Linked DNA regions of Sus scrofa: region 1 is linked to region 2. Evidence: chromatin contacts called from public Hi-C data. All regions are on one chromosome and are shown on one strand. Each heading gives the region's core, a stretch centred on a gene start, on an enhancer-like site or on the middle of the called end of the contact. The rest is flanking DNA. Distances are from core to core; before and after follow the strand shown. Region 1 overlaps DNAH11 (dynein heavy chain 11, axonemal). Region 2 holds the start of SP8 (transcription factor Sp8).

What was found. A called contact is a pair of places that touch in the nucleus more often than the background predicts.
Region 1: a Hi-C map of epiblast stem cells shows a contact between it and region 2, with 2.9 times the contacts expected there. The contact joins the enhancer-like site here to the promoter of SP8 in region 2. A contact is called at or near these places in 6 of 47 Hi-C or Micro-C datasets (brain, embryonic fibroblasts, epiblast stem cells and 3 more).

What each region holds. Positions count from the first base shown.
Region 1 is chr9:90,644,560-90,647,640 of Sscrofa11.1, forward strand. All of the region lies in intron 55 of DNAH11 (dynein heavy chain 11, axonemal), which reads left to right. Among named protein-coding and RNA genes, the nearest start is that of CDCA7L, 160 kb to the right of the region's middle. Within about 2 kb of position 1,677, at least 4 of the 83 cell types and tissues checked have an H3K27ac peak or open chromatin away from gene starts, as enhancers often do. A contact at or near this core is called in epiblast stem cells, where this site is marked.
Region 2 is chr9:89,766,169-89,769,059 of Sscrofa11.1, forward strand. SP8 (transcription factor Sp8) reads right to left here and starts at 1,260. Exons shown (of 3, transcript XM_003357469.3): 1 at 1,065-1,260; 2 at 1-91. The coding sequence starts at 1,085.

The DNA.
Region 1 (3,081 bases), core at 427-2,926, 880 kb after region 2:
AATCTAGTAAGCAGGGGCCACTGGTTTCCCTGTTGTTCAGGTGAGAGGCTGGTGGCCATAAGCACAAGCTTCCTCAGCAGACAGGGGGGCCATCAGCACTCTTGTGCCTGAGCCCAAATTCTTACATCCTGCTCTGGACTGTGGCACAGATGCTTGCCTCTTCCAAAAGAGGAATAAGAGGAAAGGAAGAAAAGAAAAGAAACAGTAAAAAAGAGTGAAGAAAGCTTAGCCTTAGATTTTTGTGGGCAGGAGGACGTATAGGGGATGCAAAACATTGTCCAACTTGACAGAAGTGAAATCTATCCCAGGGCTTAGGATTCAAACCTGTTTCCCTGGCCGCCTCCACAGTCTTTTCCTGGGAGTCTGTCAGACCAGCAGGAGCTTAGGAGAAGAGCTCAAATGTAATACTGCCATTTTGTATGTTATTAAATTTTCACTACTCAATAAACCAGCCCTTACAACCACAGTCTCTAACAGATTCCCTACTTTGACCAGTCCCAAAAGGAGTTAAAAAGTACAAACAATAGATCTGACATTATTGAAAATTACTGTAGGTATTAAATATGTACAGTTTTTATATATAGACTTCAGTAAAGCTCTAAAAATTAATGTGGAATGAATTTCTGAGAAAAACTTTCAAGATGGACACTAGGAGTATGACATGTTACAAAATGAGCGAAGTTAAATTTGAAAGAAGATCTAGTTTCTTTTTTTTCCACTGGCCCCTTGGCCCCCTCCTAATTCCCTGCCTTGCGTACAATACTCCTGAAATATTGACTTTAAAAGTGCAGACATAACAGCCGTCTGTGCTGGGCTTGGGAAGATGTAAAATCCTATATCACACTTAAAATGGTTGATTTGGTTCTGGCTCCAACTATTGGTTTCCAATCAAATTTTGCTGTCATTTTGGACAATAGGAACATGCTGGAATTTGCTATAAGGTTCAGGTGGCTGGGGGACTTGGTGTGTTAGCAACGGCCACCGCCCAGGAACCATCACACCAAGTAGGGGAGATTTGTTTGTGTTTCTGTGTTTACAGTGAGCCAACCAGGACAGCAGACATTAAACACGTTTTCTTAATGTGAGGAAAAGCCATTTCTCCCTTGCATTTGCTTATGCCTCAGATACAGCATTGTTTTCCAAAGCATCTTAGTAGGGAAACCTTGGATTTATAACCAGCGGATGCTGGCACTTGGCTTATTTTTATTTTTGCTTTCACCGTGATTGGCTGCGAAATGACTACAAATGGGATCGACTGGTTTGCATCAAGGGGCCAAGTGTAGCAGGAATGGTGTTTTTCACTCCCGGCTCTAAAAGTGAAAAATCCAGCATCGCCTCGCCATCAGTGCAGCCTCTCCAGCACCAGCAGCCGGCTCCTGCCGGCTCCCCCCATCCCTCAAAAGAAAACTGGAGATAAATGAATGGCAGAATAAATAATTTATGCTAATGAAATTACTGCAATTAGTAGTTCTACAATGACCCTTTTAAAAGCCACAGCTGTTAATGTCAGGAAGTGCTGTCACTACTGACCTTATCATAAGAGAAAGTGACAAATTGAGAATGCAGGGAAGACCAGTCATCAAAGAGGTCTGTTCTGGAACGATTAGAGTTTTCTGAAAAACAGTGTGAATTACAACCAGCTGCTCCCTGGCTCTGCAAGTCTCCCATGCTGTGCCATTTTGTTAAGCCCGATAACAATAGTTATTTTGCCCCATTGAGACAAGTTGTCTCGGGCCACTTCCAGCTCTACCGGAAACCACTTCTTCCATCACAGATTTACAAATGAAACTGTTGTTAAAGAAAGCTTTTCAGGGCAGCAGAGGAGCCTCATCCTAAGGATCATGGTTGGGCAGAAGCCAGGGTTTACTTTTTTTTTTTTTTTTTTTTCCCCCCTTTCCTGTAAGAAGGTTGCACTTGGCTGGGGATGTGTTTATATTTTAGAAAGATATGTGCTGGCTTTTAGTCACGTTAAAACAAGACAGGACAGGAGTGTATTTCTGCCCATATTTATATTGCATCCAAGTTCTTTTAAAAATAAAATCCCCAAGGAGGTACGATTTAGATGGTGTTCCTTCCTTATAAATTTATATTCTGAATGCACTATTTGAAAATCTATATATGTCTCAGAGCTAGTAGAAACAAAGGATATTCAGGATTTGTATCATTCTCTATTTAACTATTGCTTTAAAAACATTTTAGTTACCAGCAAGATGGATGTTTGATCGGCAGAACAATCCAGCATGTACAGATTTTAAACCCACTCAGGCATTTTTCATGAGGTTGGAAAGCGGAGTGTTCAGACGTTGCTTAGGAGCCGTTGTCCTTCTGCAGCAAGAACTGGCCTGCCTGCCTGCCTGCCTGCCTGTCCTCGCCCCCACCCCCCCACCCCCGGTTGTGATATTAATGGTGCTGGTTTGAAACGTTTAACTGCATCACCGGCCACTTGTGCGCAATTTTCCCAAAGATGTCTGAGCGTTATTGACAACACTTTGGTAAATTATGTGTGACTTTCCTAAGAGTTGGTGTAGCTCATTTAATTCATATTAATTGATTTTTAGGCTTCCCTTGATTAATTGAACCTGGTTCATCTTGTACAGAATGCAATAAATAATCATTAAAATGAGGGAGATGTGACTCCACAAATTAAAAAGTTAACTACTTCAGAAGTCATAGAGGACAAAGTGGAAAGACTGTCTAGTTGGAGTGGGGGACGGTTCTCCAGTATAGCTTCAAAGGAGAGGGGCTCATTTTTTGTTTGTTTCTCTAAATGAGAATAGGAATAATCATATTTTCTCCCAGGAGCAGTGACTTTTACACCTTATCATCCAGTTTGTATCTCCATGGGTTCTTAGGAAACTATGTGATTCCTCTGTTTCAACTTTTTTTTTTTCCCCAGTGGCCACAGGCTTGTTGGTTTCCTTTAGCTAAAGTTTAACTTGAAAGGGACACCAAAAACATTTCTTGTCTCAACCTCTCCATTTTCTCTTTCACATATTTGATAAAAAGCAAGTTGTGAAAAGCCAAGCTTATGTTGCATGTTGACTTTTGGGTTTGGTATGTGGAGCACATACAAATCCTTTG
Region 2 (2,891 bases), core at 10-2,509:
AGAGGGAGGAGGGAGACGGGCTGGGGCTGCCGATCTTATTACAGGTAGCAGCAAGCATGGCCAGAGGAGTCGATCCCAACCTCGGTTCTTCCTGAGAGAAGAGAAGGGATGGGGGAGGGGAGGTGGGCAAAGGGCCGGTAGGGGAGGGAGGGAGGAAATGTGCATCAGGCCTCTGGTAACCTCCAAGACGCCCCACTGCACCCCATTTCTCGCTGCGGCGCGCCGCCACCAACTCACCTGGCTCCCCCAACAGCCCCGGCGCCCGGCTGCTTCCTACTCTACGGAAGGGGACAAGTTTGGTTGCTGGCGTCTGATTCGGGAGCAAAGCGCCATGCTAAGGAAGAGTTTGACAAGTATTCTCACCTAAAACAACACTCTCGAGGACACAAGACCCCAGGCACTTCGAAACAAGCAAGCAAGCAAAAAGTCCAGATTGGGGAGGAAACAAGATTCCTTTGCGGAGAATCCTGGGGAAATACCACTAGATTGCTTTTACGAGCGCTACCCCTGTAATCCACAGAGAGCTTTGAAAATCCTGTTCCGGTCCCCAGAAACCCATCCTGGGTTGTCTCTCCCAGGCCAAAAGACAGAAGACTACAGGGCTCGCTCTTCCTGATTTTCTTAACCAAAAAAAAAAAAAAAAGAGTCTAGAATAGTTAAGAGAGAGACGGGTTCAACGTACCTGCAAGACAAGGCGGGCTGCGGAATTTTTTAAGGGGGAGAGGGAAATCTGCAGTTTGCCCAGGAGGAAAAACTTGCTTTCTTTACCCCCGAAATCGTCGCACGTAAAATGGGCTGGGCGCAAGTCTCCCGGGCGGGGAGCGGCCGGGCGCTGCGAGGTGGCTTGTCTAAATGCCCTTCGAACCTTTCCCTGCGCCGAAAAAAGTGACTCTACCCCCCTCTCCCCCTCTTCCTTTTCTCCAAACTCACTTGTATTTAAAGGTGGGGGGGAAGCTCTCAATAGAGACTGATAGCCCGTGGCCTGGCCGGGGCGACTTTAACCCCCTCCGATAGGCAATAAAAGGAAACTAATTAAACCAGCAAGAGAAAATCCTGAGACTCACCCCTAGAAGTGAAGTTGCCATCACACAAAAGTGCCCTCCTCCTCTCAGAGGATCTTTTTTATATTGATAAATCAGAGGCAGTGTTTTTTTTAGAGGTGTGCAATACAATGATCAGTTCCGCCCATTCCACCACAATTGTAGCTCCCTCTCCGGCTTTGAAGTGCCGCGGAGGCGCGGCCAGCCAATCTGCGGCCTCGCCGGGCCGCGCCGCGCGCGCGCCGTGAGGTCATCGGCGCCGCCGCCGGCCGCCGCAGGGGGCGGGGGGAGCTGTAGAGGGTGGGGCGCGGGCGACCGCGTTTGTGTTACAAAGCGGGTGTGTGTGTGTGTGTGTAACAGTGTAAATGTGTAAGTGTGTAACCAAGCTGAGAAGACTATGCAGACTGAGTGGTGGGGGAGGACCTTGGGGAGGAGAGTTTGGCAGTGTAACTGTGACTGTGGGGTGTGGGAGGGGAGGGACAGTGCGGAGACGGAGAGGGGTTTGTGAGTGACAATTTAACTGCCTGTGTGACAAAAGGGGGTAGAGGGACAGATCAGTAAAGTGTTGAGGGGAAGGGTGTGAGCGTAGTGTAGCTGAGTGACAAACCTAGGAAAAGGGACGGTGTGTAAAGGGGGGTGGTGGTGTCTTGAGTGTGTTTGGTGTTGGGGGAAAGGAAGGAGTGTGAGTGTGAATTTGTATGTGTGAAAGAGGAGGGAGGGTGGATGAGTGTGTGTGCGCGTGACGTGGGAGAGAAGAAGGCTGTGTGTGTTTGTGTGAGAGAGAAGAGGGGGCCGTGTGTGCTTGTATGGGTGTGTGTGCAGCCAGCCCGGGGTGGAGAAGAGGCACTGTGTGGTAAAGTGTGCGTACATAAAAGACATGGCGATGTGAAGAGTGAAACTGCGAAGTTGAGTGAGGCTGAGTAAATATTCACAAACGCTATCACTGTCGCCAACTTCCTTGGATTTCTTGTAGCTCAAATCTTGAGTGGTTTTTTTTAAAAATTCATTTCTTAAACACTGTCACTACATTTTGAAAGAAAATCCTATTAATACCTTCGTCTCCTTTCCTGGCTCTAGGATCGAAGGGTAGAAATTTGGCAAGGAGTAGTTTTAGCGCGGCGTTAGGGCGTGTGTGCGCCTGCGTCAACTAGTTGTTACTTTAACGCGGTTGCTTTTTTATTCCCTCGGAGGTGGGATTGGGTTTTGGAAGTCTCTCTCTGGGGGAGGGGTGTGTTTGTCCCGTGGCGATTTAGTAAATTTCAATACAAAAGACAGATAGAGAAGGGGGTGAGTATTGCTTTTTCTTGGGTTGAGAAATTGAGGAGAGTTTTACGGAATTTAGAAGTTTTCACAGGAAATCCCACTGCCTTTTTCTGAGAAAGAAAAAATCAGGATTTTGAATGAAATCTGAGTTTTATTTATCTGAGAATAGGGACAAGCTTTTGACATATTTTGGACCACATGTGTAGAGGTGTCCTGTGTCTAAGGGAGTTTGGGTCAGATATCCATTAGTGCCTATGCATGTCAGTAGACACTCAGTTCAATCTCAGTGGGTTTTAGAACTTGCTTGCCATTTGTGTTATTAGTTGCCTCAAAAATGCGATTATAATTTGACTGCCACCTCAAGGGAACATCTTGAACTACAGAAAGCACCACAGCAGTGTAACAGAAAGTCTATAGCCCTTGGAGCCCTATTGAATATTCATATATTTTAAAAAGTAATTCATATTTTAAACAATTATGAATGCTCCCAGAAATCTAATTTTTAAGTCAGAATTGACTTAAATCTGAGAGATTTTAGATTAGAGATTTAGATTTTTCTCTCAGTTACTAGCTGAGAGAAATATTTTG